3 separate regions of the Mus musculus genome follow, and all the other regions are linked to region 1. A link is a contact called in public promoter capture Hi-C data. All regions are on one chromosome and are shown on one strand. The core of a region is the stretch at or near the end of the contact, and the rest is flanking DNA. Distances in the headings are between cores, read along the strand shown.

The links. Promoter capture Hi-C pulls out the DNA fragments that hold promoters and counts their contacts.
Region 2: a promoter capture Hi-C map of liver shows a contact between it and region 1. The contact joins the enhancer-like site here to the promoter of Apoa4 in region 1. A contact is called at or near these places in 8 of 39 promoter capture datasets (the SN4741 cell line, cranial neural crest, embryonic stem cells and 4 more), 2 of 484 Hi-C or Micro-C datasets (liver and nephron progenitors), 1 of 115 datasets of contacts at active chromatin or transcription factors (embryonic stem cells) and 3 of 9 other capture datasets (adipose tissue, liver and macrophages).
Region 3: a contact with region 1 is called in a promoter capture Hi-C map of liver. The contact joins the enhancer-like site here to the promoter of Apoa4 in region 1. A contact is called at or near these places in 20 of 39 promoter capture datasets (the 3T3-L1 cell line, 3T3-L1-derived adipocytes, the HPC-7 cell line and 13 more), 3 of 484 Hi-C or Micro-C datasets (the BV-2 cell line and liver), 1 of 115 datasets of contacts at active chromatin or transcription factors (embryonic stem cells) and 3 of 9 other capture datasets (adipose tissue, liver and macrophages).

The regions. Positions count from the first base shown.
Region 1 is chr9:46,238,201-46,242,938 of GRCm38.p6, forward strand. Apoa4 (apolipoprotein A-IV) reads left to right here and starts at 2,644. Exons shown (of 3, transcript NM_007468.2): 1 at 2,644-3,002; 2 at 3,268-3,394; 3 at 4,079-4,738. The coding sequence starts at 2,954.
Region 2 is chr9:46,059,851-46,064,588 of GRCm38.p6, forward strand. All of the region lies in intron 1 of Sik3 (SIK family kinase 3), which reads left to right. It overlaps Gm46110 (a long non-coding RNA gene), which reads right to left. Exons shown (of 4, transcript XR_003948323.1): 3 at 3,533-3,609. Among named protein-coding and RNA genes, the nearest start is that of Gm46110, 17 kb to the right of the region's middle. Within about 2 kb of position 1,986, at least 40 of the 459 cell types and tissues checked have an H3K27ac peak or open chromatin away from gene starts, as enhancers often do. A contact at or near this core is called in adipose tissue and liver, where this site is marked.
Region 3 is chr9:46,085,766-46,090,503 of GRCm38.p6, forward strand. All of the region lies in intron 1 of Sik3 (SIK family kinase 3), which reads left to right. Among named protein-coding and RNA genes, the nearest start is that of Gm46110, 8.5 kb to the left of the region's middle. Within about 2 kb of position 1,841, at least 9 of the 459 cell types and tissues checked have an H3K27ac peak or open chromatin away from gene starts, as enhancers often do. A contact at or near this core is called in liver, where this site is marked.

The DNA.
Region 1 (4,738 bases), core at 1,394-3,893:
TTTGTGTGGTCTGGGATCCTTCATCCAACAACCCCCCCCCACCCCCTCAGGTGATTCCAGATTCTGTCAAATTGACAGTTAAAACTAATCACCACACTGTGGAAGATGTCTTGAACATTTGGGCTGAGAACAGCCCTCAGGAGTGGCTTGCCAGCCCTCCTCTGTTTGGCTAACAGCAGGTTGGGTGGATGAGAGCCCCAGGGCTCTACTTGGATCCTATAGGCAGATGGATGGTGCACAGCTACCAATCAGCCTTACTAGCCATGAGCTCCGTGTGAGCACAGGCAGAGACTGAGGGTCAGACAGAGACGTGAGTTGCCAAGACCACTTGACCCTCTGTGCCCGAGGCTGGCATAAGGTGGTCTGCTCTTTTTCCCCAGAAGCTGACACATAGGGTTCTCATTTTGCCTCACCCTCTATGCAAATCACCAGCAGATGCATATGAAGTATGCCCCAGTCTTGGAGAAGTCAATATGATGATTTATGACGCGCCAGGAGGCAATACAACCTCCCTGTAGGGGCTGGTGCATACGTGAGTGCTAGCCACACATGTGTGTACGATGACCCAGTCTCTTAGCTCAGAGCCAACTTCTGAACCCCTGGACAACTCAGATATCTATGCATATCTGACAGCCCGTCACTGGAAACCACCCTTGAACAAACTTAGGTAACACAGGTCTTCTCAGAGAGGGTATGAGTGGGCAAGCACCTCTGGACCTGTCCCACGCTGCTGGCACTTGAGAGACTCAGTCTGCAGGTTCAGGAGGTGGAACTGTAGCTGAGATGTCCTACGTGACTCATCCCCCATCAGTTCTGACCTTTGGGCACAGCACAGGCTGGACCAGGCATGATTAGGTAAAGCAAGATGAGGACCAATGGGTCAATGGTACACAGAGAGAAACCGTACATAGCTAATATTCAACGAGGAACCTAAGGGGAGCCAGACTATCTCACAGAATCTTCACAACGAAGACTCATCCAAGACCACACAGCACAGACTGTGTGGGATCCACGTGCAAACACAGGGAGTCGACTCCAGAGCCTGAACTCAGAAAACATTGAAAGACCACCAAGATGACTCAGTGAACAAAGTCACCCAGCCTGATGACATCAGTTAAAACCCTAGAACCCAAATGGTAGGATGAGAGAACAAACCTCTCCAGTTCTCATCTGACCTCTATACATGTATTGTGATGTATACATACTCACCCCTACCAAATATTAGTAAATAAATAACATTATCACTATCATCATTATTTTTGTTTGTTTTGTTTTGTTTTGTTTTGTTTTGTTTTGTTTTGTTTTGTTTTGAGACAGGGTTTCTCTATGTAGCCCTAGCTTCCTGGAACTCACTTTGTAGACTATGCTGTCCTTGAACTCACAAAGATCCACCAATCTCCACCTCGTGTGTGCTGGGATTAAAGGCATGTGCCATCACACCTGGCATAAATTAATTTTCTTAAACTCACTAAGCATGGCTGTGCTAGGAAGGAATGAGCTCGGGGAAGCTCGAGCCCTGTGGGGAGCCATGCAGTGCAGTGGGGCCCAGCAGAGGAGCACAGGTATCCAGCTGTCTTCAGTCCCATGAGACAAGCTAATCTGGACACATTTTAAAAAATGGATGGCAACACAGCAAATCAGACTGGGCACAATCGTGGTCTATTCTAATGGCTGTCATTTCACAAATGCTGTCTTGTGGATGGCAGTCAATGGGACAGTATGATGGATGCCCTCATCTAGTCCCTGGTGTGGTCCACTGAGGCTCCACACTGACCACAGCCTGGCATCTTGCCTGTGGATATCTGCTGCAATTGTATGTGTGGACACATGTGGAGTCTCAGTAGGAGACCTCAAAAAACTCACTTTCCACAGCAGTGTCTGTCACCTTCTGTGGGGGGGGGGGGGGTGGGAAGAGAGAGAGAGGGAGAGAGGGAGAGAGAGAGGGAGAGAGAGAGAGGAGTCACTCTGCATGGCTCTTGCATATGGCTGAGAACAGTGGGGCAGCAATCAAGCCTTAGCCAGCCCTGCTCTCTCACTGTTGCCTCTAGCCCACTTGGTGACCCTCTGAGGGAAAGGGTGGCTCTCCCTCTGCCACTGTCAGGAGAGGATCAGGTTCTCTCCTTCCTTCCTGTGCTGATGCACACAGAAAATCATTGTCATTAATTTCAGCCCTTACTCTGGGCTAAGCTCCCTGCAGCCATCTCACAAGTACCACCTAATTTAATGTAACAAACTACACATTGTTCAAAAGAGAAACTTGAAGCTTCATGATAACTGGACGGAGGTGAGCCAGCTTGACAGTCATGAGATACAAAGCCCACTATGATTAACTCCTTTGATCCTGGGTTCTGATCCTCTCCTGACCAAGGGTATCACAGACACCTCAACTGAGGCTCACTGTCTGCTGCAGCCCTATGCCATCTCTGGGCCTGGTACCATCTCTGTAGCTGATGTTCTGAGACAAAGTTCAGGTTGGTGGCAGCTGTCAGACTGGTGGCTGTCTCACTGGGGTGGAAAGAGGAGACCTGGACCTTGTTCTCTCAGACTGGCACAGACCCAGGGCTGCCAACCGGGCCTCTGGGGCCTCAGTTCTGTTCAGGGACTCCCCTAGACTCCCAGGCTCATTCCTCCTGAAGTTTCTGGCTATCCTTCCCAGCCTCTTGGACAGGGTGGAGCCAACTCAAGAAGACTGCTTCCCTCTGCTGCCTGTGTGCTGTCAGCTTCCACGTTGTCTTAGGGCCACTAAAGTCCAAGAGGCCTCCTGGGAGTGTGTCACCTTCCAACGTGGAGTCACACTGGGGAGGAGGCGGGGAGAGAGGGCTGGAGGGGCTTTAAATGAGTGGCTGGCCTTGCCTGCAGTCAATCTGCACAGGGACACAGGTACACCGTTTCTTCTGACTCCGGGAAACATCCAGTGTAGCCGAAACTGTCCCAGCCCAGTGAGGAGCCCAGGATGTTCCTGAAGGCTGCGGTGCTGACCCTGGCCCTGGTGGCCATCACCGGTGAGTAGACACTGCACCTGGGAGGCAGCAAGAAAAGCCAGCTCTAGAACTGGCGGACAGCTCGGGGTGGCCTTGTATTTGCCCAGCAGCTCATAGGAGAACAGGCCTTTGTTCTCCCTGGCACTTGTGCTCCCTGGGTTATCCCAGGGATGGGGCAATGGTTTGGGTTATCCAAACTCCAACATTATCCAGCTCAGAGCTGAGGCAGAGGGGCCAGGAGAGAGATGATCCTCATAAAGTTGCCTTCTGCTCTCTCTCTGCCCAGGCACCCGGGCTGAGGTCACTTCGGACCAGGTGGCCAATGTGGTGTGGGATTACTTTACCCAGCTAAGCAACAATGCCAAGGAGGCTGTAGAACAGTTTCAGAAGACGGATGTCACTCAGCAGCTCAGGTAAGTGCGATCAGTCTACAAGGCGAGGCTTGAAGCCCATAGCTGACCTCAGAGGTGGGACACTGGCTCCTGGAGTTCTTCTGTTCTCACTAAAGGAGTCTTGCCTCCCTGGACCTAGATTGTCCCTGTAAACAGGAAAGCTGGACCCAGGGATCCATCCCTATAGTTCCTTCCTATCTGCATGTGCTAGAGTTTGGTAAATAGCCAAATCCCATCACAAACTCTTAGCAGGAAGAGGAAAGAGACGTGTCCTGTAAGGACATGAGGTTCTGGGCAAACAGGGGAAGGAGGGCTGGTATTTTGGGGGACCCACTGAGCACATGCAAGGACATCAGACCCTGTGCCACTGGAAGACATGTGTTGCACAATGTGACCCTGGGAGGGGAGTGATGCCAAAGTCCAGCCCCATTCTTTATCCACAGGTAAGGAAAGCAAACTTCTCAAGTCACATGGTGGGCAGATAAGGATGCAGAGGCTCAGCAGAAGCCTTGCAGATAAAACTCCAAAGTCAAACTAATCCTAGGAGATTTCCTGAAAGCATGACCTACCCCAGGGGAGGGTCAAAGGGACAAGACGGAGGTCTCTGTTCCCATGGACACACTCCTGACCTAAGCAGGTGTATAGAGCTGAGTGTTCTACAAGCGTATCTAATGGTGCTTCCTTGTCTCCATCCTTTCCCTGAAGTACCCTCTTCCAGGACAAACTTGGGGATGCTAGTACGTATGCTGATGGGGTGCACAACAAGCTGGTGCCCTTTGTCGTACAGCTGAGTGGGCATCTAGCCCAGGAAACTGAGAGGGTGAAGGAAGAGATCAAGAAGGAGCTGGAGGACCTACGTGACCGCATGATGCCCCATGCCAACAAAGTAACCCAGACGTTCGGGGAGAACATGCAGAAGTTGCAGGAGCACCTGAAGCCCTATGCCGTGGACCTGCAAGATCAGATCAACACACAGACCCAGGAAATGAAGCTCCAGCTGACCCCATACATCCAGCGCATGCAGACCACGATCAAGGAGAATGTGGACAACCTGCACACCTCGATGATGCCCCTTGCCACCAACTTAAAGGACAAGTTTAACAGGAATATGGAAGAGCTCAAGGGGCACCTAACCCCCCGTGCCAACGAGCTGAAGGCCACGATCGACCAGAACCTGGAGGATCTGCGCCGCAGCCTGGCCCCTCTGACGGTGGGCGTGCAGGAGAAACTCAACCATCAGATGGAGGGCCTGGCCTTCCAGATGAAGAAGAACGCGGAGGAGCTCCAGACCAAGGTCTCCGCAAAAATCGACCAGCTGCAGAAGAATCTGGCCCCGCTGGTGGAAGACGTGCAGAGCAAGGTGAA
Region 2 (4,738 bases), core at 736-3,235, 180 kb before region 1:
TGAGCAAATATTTCTATAGTAAGATGTAAAGTCCTTTTAGTATATTCCAAAGGGAGATAGCTAGATAGCTAGATAGATTGTGGTAGCTCTATTTTTAAACTTGTATTTTATATCTACTGTGTTTTGCCTGTATGAATGCCTGTGCATTTGTGTATGTAGTACCTGTGGAGGTTAGAGGAGGGCACCAGATTCTCTGGAACTGGAGTCAGAGATGGCTTGATCCACTATGTGGGTGCTGGGACTCAAATCTGCGTCTTCTGGGAGAGCACCTAGGTTCTTAACCACTGAGCTATCTCTCCAGACCTCTGTGCCTTTTAGAGTGTGGATACTGAGCCCCCCCTGGTGATAGTGCTGAACCTTCCACCTCAAGGGCCTTGCCTATTTGGTTAATTCCTGGTCAACCTTCAGTGGGGGTCTTAAAATATGTTATTCACTCTCCTCTCTCTTTATTGCTAGCTGTCCGCCAAGACAGCACTATTCAGTCCTTCACTAGGAGACCATCTAGTAAATAATTAGACCAGGTTTGGAGTCTAGTAGCAGTGCAGACACAGCCACCAAGGAAGACAGAAATGCTTGGCTTCCTTGCCTCAGTATTCATCTATACAAGCCAATCAGCTGGGTTTGGCGGGGCCAGATTTGAATCCCAGCATTCCACTGGTGGCAGCAGCAGCACCTGGAGCTCAGCTGCAAAGTAAGTTCAAAGCCAACCTCCATGTGGACATCTGAAAAAGCCAAACCAAACTAAAACCTGGATAATCCTCCTCTGTGAGGATTGAAATGTGTGTTTAAAGGGCTGACCCCACTGAGCACCAAAACAGCCGCCAGTCGTCTCAGAACCCTTCGTAGACGCCTTTGTGATAGTGCTTGCCTCTTCGAATTCCAGTGGCTCTGTCTGAATGTATTTTCCCCAGAGGCATCACTAAAGGTGGGCTATTTGAATATCTGTTTCTAGTGCACACAGAGACCACCACTTATAATAAAGTGCTGGACTTTCCTTTCCTGGGTAGCAGCTCTCCAAATCTTACATCTTTGGGAAATAAAAGCTCTGAAAGGGAGACTTGAGACACAGCACCATTTGGGACCATGCCTCAGTGGGCTTTTTAGTGAGAACTAGGTTCTAGTATCTGTAGTGGGTAGGTTCCTATGGACTATATGCAGGCATTGGGAGGAAGCCACTCCGAGCCAAAGCAGTACCCGTGTAATGTGTACCAAAGGCACGCAGTCTGTAAACGAAGTACTCTTTTTAGAGCTTTTGCTTTGTTTAGAGATAGGGTTTCTCTGTGTACTCCTAACTGGCCTGGAACTCATAGAGATTCCCTGCCTCTGCCTCCTGAGTTGTTGGGATTAAAGGAATATGCCACCATGCCTGGCCTTTGTTTGTTTTATTGATGTAAGTAAAGTTGTTTTGCTTTTTAAAGCTTATTCAAAGAAGCAATGTTCTATTTGCTTGTGTGTGTGTGTACAAGCATGCTTTAGACACCACCATTCTTGTAGAGCAGCTTTTGGAATTGGTTCTTCCCCAGCAGACAGGTCTGGGTATTGAACTCAAGCTGTCTTGCTTGGTGATGAGCTCCTATCTCGAGTAAGCTAACTTGCAGAGCTGTCTCACTGGCCCTTCAACACTGTTCTACCAAACCCACCAAAGATGATCATTTCAACCCTTCTTCTTTTTATTTTTTAGGAAATTCAGAAAAGAGATTTCTTTTTAAGTTTTTTGTTTGTTTGTTTGCTTGTTTTTTGGTATTAGTATGTAGCCTAGGTTAGCCTTGAATGCTAAAATTCTGAGTGTCTCCACATCCAATAAGAAGATACGTCTTTATCATAAGCATGATACAGAGCTTGGAATAAGTACCAGGCACAGGCTTTTTGTAAAGGATTGCAGAGTATTAAGTAATCAAGACCCTGTGGTCTAGTTTTGCTGCCAACACTTTACGCCAGGCCCTGCTTGTCCTATTGCAGTAATAACTGGTCTTTTTGCCTTGAGGCCTTGTGCTCTGACTGGTTTGTCTCCTGTTCCATATTAATCTATCCTGCTTTGACTTTTCTCAGAGCACCCTGCTGTGCTGGCTGAGTTCTGAGTTGCTTAGCTTGACATTTCGGGGTCTGTCAAGTTCTCTGGAGAACAGAACCAACACACACACACACACACACACACACACACACACACACACACACTCCACCCACGTCAGTTTATTTTGGAATTGGCTCCCATAGTTCTGGGCCTTCTTTCTCCTTTCCTCTCTGCTCTGCTGTTTAGGACGTCTTCTCCAGCCTACTGACGGGAGTGCTAACCTGATCTAGAATAGGTGTGCTGGAAGGGCGAGTTACCTGCTATGTCGGCATTTTTAGCTCAGTCAAGTCACGTGTAGCACTGACTCCCTCCAGCCTCTTGCAGTCTGCTTCCCAGTGCCTTTCCTGTTTCATTTCCCACCACATCCGTGAGTGGACAGTGTGGGTTGTCTGGGCTACTTGTAATTTTTCTCATGTGAATTGCATTTTCCTTTTGGACCTTCTTAGGATGGTGCCTTTCTAAAATGATCTCTTCTGTTCTCCTCTTTTATTTTTTGAAAGATGGGTCTCACTATGCAGCCCTTGGCTGGCCTGGAGAAACTCACTGTGTTGGTTGACCTCAAATCTGCAGAAACCTGTCTTGTCTGCCTTTGCCTCCTCAGTCTTGGGGTTAAAGGTGTGTGCCATCATGCCTAACCTAAGCCTCATTTAAGATTTATTAACTTTAACATAATTGTGGAATCACAGGAAATTGTAGACTTTGTTTATAGAGTTCTGCATAGTCTTGTCTCACATCCCCCAGTGGTGGGTCTTATATAATTGTTGTATACGATTCATCTTAAAGCTCCATTTTTGGTGTGCTTGCCTGTAATCACAGCACTATAAGGAGGCAGAGACAGAAGGATCAAGAGTTTAAGATCATCTTGGGCTTTTATACTCTAAAGAAACCACAAACCAACTAAACAATCCCCCACCCCAAAATCAAATGTCATTTGAAAAATATTTTTATGGTGAGAAATCTATTCCTTTCCCCTTCGCCTCAGCCCCTTCACCTTCCATTGAATTGGATTTGTTGACTGCATGGATGACACTCATGGACTCATATCTGTTAACTGCTAGAGTATCAATCAGTCTGGATAGTATGGTGTCTGATCTTTAACGCTAAGGGCTATGGCTAAATGCCCTCACAAGTCTGCGGTTAACTGGTCTTGAACAGAATTTTAGAAGAGGTGTTTGCAAGGGTGGAATGAGTGTGTAATGTCATCTAGTACTGCAGGGGTGCAGCCCTCACACTGGGGTGTTGCTTGTGAGCATCTCTGTGTCATTCTGTTGATGTTTGTGTTCCTCCCAGTGGGTGTGTTTTCAATTCCGAGCCAGACATGGTGGTACACCCCTCTACTTCCAGGTCTTAAGAAGCTGAGGCAATTCAGAGCAAGCCTGGGCTATCGAGGGAGACCCTGTTTTAAAGCCACAACAGCAAAAGAGGGGAAGGAAGGAAGGAAGAAAATATTCCAAAACACACTTATGGCCTGTGGATGTAGCTTGGTGGTAGACTTCTCATTCAGCATGTTGAGGTCTTGGATTTGGTCCCCAGCATCCCTAAAAACAAGAAAAAGGAGAATATGTACGGGAGGCTGAAGGAAAAGGCAAAATGTTTTTGTTGTTGTTTCAGCGCTGGAGATCGAGCTAGGACCTGTATCCTAGCAGGTACTCTCTACTGACCCATGTGCCTATCCCTTTGAGGTTGGGTTGTTGTTGTTGTTGTTTTGGAGTTGGAGTCAGGTCTTATAAGGAGGATATAGAAGATAAAATATATTCTTCTGTATATTGTGCTGGTGGTAGATAATTAGCAGCTCCTTCAGGAAATGCATAGTTGTTACTGGGTCATAAATTCTAGTGTGCGTGTGAATGTTAGAGGACAAGCCAGAGCGGGTCCTTGTCTTTTAGCTTGTTTGATACAGTCTCTTTTCTTTCTTTTCTTTTTCTTTTTTTCCAAATAGACAAGTCTAGTCGGCCTGAGAGCTTCCAGGAACCCTCTTTCTGCCTGCTATCTCACTGCAGGAGCCTACTAGGGCTGTCAATACTTGTACCTACCCAGCTTGTTCATGGCTTCTGGGGTTTGAACTCAGATTATCATGCAAACATTCTCTCCTGACCTCCTACATAAATGTTTATAACTGTTATTTACAGTAACCAAAGGATGGGAAAAAAACCTCATGTTTCACAGCTTATGAATAAGGAAAATGTGACATCTACAGAATGGAGTATTGTTTAGCCATAAAAAGGAGTGGGCTATTGGCGCTGCCACACCACCTGAAAACATTAGTATTGGAATCGAGACACAGACGGCAACAGTGTATGGTTCCATCGGAATGACATGCCCCAAACAGGCAAATCTGTAGATAGTCACAAACCCCAGCACCTTGCACAGAAGTGGGAATGGGAGCGATGGGCAGTGGGCATAGGCAGGATCGCTCTGCAATAGGATGGCGGTGAGGGTTGTATAACTCTGAGTCGTCTTTTAAGGCAAATAACACATCTAAAGAACCAGTGTATAGTATGTAGATTCCACCTAAGCATATTTAGGAGCAGAGATATAGCCCAGTGGTGGAGCACGTGCCAAGCACGCACCCTTGAGGCCTTGGGTTCTAACACAGTCAGTCACCTTGTATTAAGTGGTGACACATTCACACCTGTTCTCTTGGCATGAGGGACTGTGAGTGACAGC
Region 3 (4,738 bases), core at 591-3,090, 150 kb before region 1:
GAAGACCAGCCCTAAAAGTGGAAGGTATCATTATATGGTTTGGGTTTTGGCTTGAATAAAAAGGAGAAAGATGAGTACTAGCCTTCCTCTCTGCCTATTCCCTGTGGATGTGATGTGACCAGTTGCTGCTACCGCCTTCTTCTCCCCCCCCCCCCCCCCACCTCCTGTAATGCACCTTCTATCTGGTTACTTTTGCCAGGTATTTTGTCCCAGTATCTAGACAATTAACTAATCCTGCTAGTTTGTTTTGCTGGCTGGATAATGCATGCATGCACACAGGCAGGGCCCGCGTCTGTACTCCCCCAGGGCTTCCTACTCCACGGAGGCTGTAATGGCACATGGCCTTTGATACTTGAAGAAAGCTAGTGCACACAGGGTGGACGTGTCGACTGCCAGCAAGAGCAAACCTTGCTGTGCTTACCTCACAGGTCTGCCTATTAAATGTCTTGGACTCAGGGGACTTTTTTAGGTAGAGAACTATATTCCAGGAAATGTATACAGTGAAGAGCTTAGACTCGGTACTGCAGCTACAGCTTTAATAAGATGGTGGGAATTCCTCTCATTCACTAGGTTCCTCCGTGCTTCCTTGCAATGAAACCTCAGACTCCTTTACTTGTGTAATTAAATGGTCAGACCTTGTGGTATAGCTAATACAAAAATCAAGCTTATTTAAAGTATTTGTTGTTGTTGTTGTTGATATAAAGGTCTTCTAGCATGATCAGAAAGTGCTTCAAAGCAGGTTCTTTAACCAGTGAGTGAAACTTTGATCCTGTTGGTAAAGACATTGATAAGCAGAGCATCCCACTCCTCAGAGGTCGCTGCCCTCAATAGTGCTCAGCACTGCCACAGACCGAGGTCGTCTGTTACTCCTGTGAGAAATTGAGAGGCATCCTGTAACCAAGCAATCAGTTGATGTTATTTGTTTAAAAATTTTTTATTTTATATATATGGGTTTTTTGCCTGCAGGTATATCTGTGCACCACAAGTGTGCCTGGTACCTGGAGAGGCAGAAGAAGGTATCAGGTCCCTGGAAATGGAGTGTGGGGGCTGGGAACTGAACCACTGAGCCATCTTTCCATCCTGCCAGCACCTTGTTGTTGTGTTTTGACTTTAGTAGCAAAATAACTAAGCAGTAGGTGGAAGGCATATAGGGCTAGTCAGGTGAACCCTTAGGCTACATCTCCCTGTTTTCAAAGTGTCTCTTCTTACCCCTCCAGGCTGCGATGGACTTCAGTCAATGTTTGGAGAGCTGTGTAAAGAGTTGTGTCCCTGTGCTCTGGCCATGGCGACTGAACAAATCTGTACTAAGTGGCTGACCTTTGGTCAGTGCCTCTCTTTCTCTGTGGACTTGTAATTCTGTTTTTCGTTTGTACAAATAGTTCTGACAGCTTAATGCTTGTTTTTCTCCTTGCATCTTAAGAGTTTTCTCTTTTGGTATAAAATGACTGAGATTACACTGGGTGGCTGCAGTTCTTGTAAAAGTGTGTGCTCTGTGGGGACCAGCGATGTTGGCTCTTATGAGACCTTTCTCAACAAACCAATGCACACTTGGCTCTAGCTCCCTAGTCGAACCCCTATCGGGAGCTTGTTCTTTCTTCTCCTGTGTGTGTTTTGTTTCAGCTAGTTACTGATGTGGTTGAGGTGGCGGCTTTCCTGGGGGACAGTACAGCTTTGAACTACCTTCCCTGTCAGGTGGAAATGATGCACCCCAATGCCCATGGATCACTCATCTCAATAACGGCTTTATTAGTGTTTTTCCTCCGAGGGAAGGTTCAGGAGCAAAGGCTGATGGTTTCATAGCCCCGGTGTTGTTTGGTGATGGGCAGGGACTTGGAAGAAGTCCTGTAAGTGCTGGGCAGCACTCCCCACTGAGTTGTATTTTCTGCCTAACCCCTGGGCCTTGTTAGTTAGTTAGTTTGTTTGTTTGTGTTTGTACGGACAAAGAATCAGGTAGCCTGGTCTGGCCTTGAACTTTGTATGGAGCTAAGGATAACCCTGACTCTGATTCTCCTGTCATCTCCTGAGTGACAGGATCACAGCTATGAACCGTGCAGCAGACTGACATACATAATACACCCAGCTCTGATTATTAAGATGATGTCTTATCACTTCATATGATACATGTGATGACTCCTGTAATCCCTGAAGAATCCAGAGGATTGCTTGGACTTTGAAGCCAGCCTGGGCTAATGGCAATGCTTTGCCTTAAAACAAAACAAAACATAAGCAAATAATTTTAAAGGAACTCTGCTTCTGTGATATTAAAGACAGTATTTTAAAATATTGCCCATGTATATTTTAAAAACAAACTTTATCAGGGAGAAGGTTACTAGTCCTCCAGGTGAAGCCTAACTAGTAGTATAGCTGCAGGTTAGTGGGTGTCACTGCTGGCACTGGAGACATATGTCTTGAGAGATCAGTGTCACAGTAAAATGACACAAATGAATACAGAAGAGTAGAAATGCGATATAAAATCCCCACAGGCTTCATCTAGTCCCTGTGTTGTACTAGAGGCTGGTGCTTACAACATCTCACCTCATGTGCTCTATGTAATGTCTCTGCTCATGTGCTCTATGTAATGATGTCCCTGCCTCATGTGCTCTATGTAATGATGTCCCTGCTCATGTGCCGTATGTAATGATGTCCCTGCTTTTGGACTTAGCTGGTGCTTTGGAAGTTTCTCTGCAGTCGGTTGAATCTTTTGGAGAGGTGAACTGCAGTTACAGAGCAACACAGCGTCCCCTTCCTTTGATTGTGTGACAGGGTCTCACTGTGTTGCCCACGATGCCCTTGTACGCAGGACCCTCCTCCCTCAGCCCCCATTGCTGGTGTTACAGACATGGACCACCACCCCTGGTCTTTTCTTTATTCTTTGAAAGGACTTTCAAGGGGATAGCAAAATGCAGTTGTAGTCTTTACAGCCCATTGTTTAGTCTTTCGTCTGCTGATATCTTGACTTTACCTTGGAACCCTGACTGGTTTTTAGTATTCATGGTTACTTACCGTTCAGATTAATCCAGACCTAAGCCTGGACTGCCAAAATCGACCTCAGATATTCCTGTCTCCCTTTGCTTAAAGGGGAGTTACTATTTGGTTTTGTATGAATTCCTACGTACATTGGTTCCGTCCTCACCCTTCAGACACTCCGTCAATCTCAGTGGTTTAAAGTCCCGCCGTTCACTGGACGGTGTCATGGCCAGTGTGTCACTGCGGCATTTGCTGTTGACCTCCTGGACATCAAACCTTACTGATTACTTTTTAACAAAATGACAATTAATGCGGAGAGAGACCAAAGCCTTTCTTTTACAATCTGATAATTGTAATGAATGAATTGACTTTTAAGTTTGAGTATTGGCAGAAGAGGAGGTGTTGGTTTCTAATGAGTTTTGTTAGTTGATCAAGCTCTGTTGAATTATGAGATGCTTATTTTGTATTGACTTAGCAATTATTTATTTCTCCCTACCTCCATATCTTGAGCGGGTCACTTCTTGAGGCTTCCTACGTCTTCATTTGAACAATTGCAGCTTGCACTGTGATGTGTGCTCTCTTACGTCATCCCCGCCATCTGACCTCATCTCTGGAACGCTGAGATGGATTTGTCTTCTTTAAACCATCACTCACTCCAGTTTCCATTTTGCAGACTCCCATTCTCTGTGCCAGATGGCCTTAGCTTTTCTTTTGGCTTCTTCCCTGGCAACATTTGCTGACTTGTGGTGTAGGGGTTGTACCATTTGCACCACCCATAAGAGATCTTATAACAATGATTCTGATTAGTTACTGGTATCAAAAAGTACCAACCTAGTTCTGCCTTAATGCTGGCTTTGCACACATGGGCACTGGCTGTGATCCCAGCATGGGACAGAAGAAGTAATCAACTTAGAATCAACTTAGTGTTTTGAGAGCATCACGGCAAGGCTGGAAGGACGTTCAGTGGGTAAAGTACTCAGATAGGGAACATCCATCTAAAAACTTGGTATAGCAGTGTCTGTCACCCAGAGCTGGGAGGAGGGACCTTTGAACCCTGGAGCCTAAATAATATCTTCTGTCCTTTAAGTTGTTTATCACTGGCAGTTTGTCACAGCAGAAGGAAGGGAGTAACACAAGAGTTATTTCGTAGTTTTGAATAAAAAGCATATTTTCACATCTATTCTCCCTCCTTTACCCATACTAAAACAGCATCGCATAGTACTTGCTTATTAATGCTCTGTGTTTTGTCTTGTTAACCCACAAAGTGCTTTTACATACATATTGTAATTTAAACATCATTAAACTATCCAGACAGTTCCACTCTTTGACAGTTGAAGAAACAGATTTGGGGGCATAAACTTTGCTCCGGCTCAGTAGCTAAGCACAGAAATCTCTGCTTCAAAGACGCTGCATAACCAGTTTGTTTCCCACTAGTATGGTGATATACCCCCTTCCTCTCCCTCTCTCCTTTCTTTTGTTTGACACTTGATCCTGGGTTTTGTTACATTGCCCAGACTGGTCTAAAGCTCTTCGGAGCAGGGAATCCCCCTGTCCCAGTCTGTGGAGCAGGACCTCGGGCACATGCTGCCCCCTCCCCCTCCAGTCTGTGTTGCAGGACCATGGGTGCATGCTGCCACACTTGGCCATACTTGTTTTCTTTCTTTCTTTCTTTCTTTCTTTCTTTCTTTCTTTCTTTCTTTCTTTCTTTCTTTCTTTCTTCCTTCTTTCTCTCTCTCTCTTTCTCTCTCTCTCTCTCTCTCTCTCTCTCTCT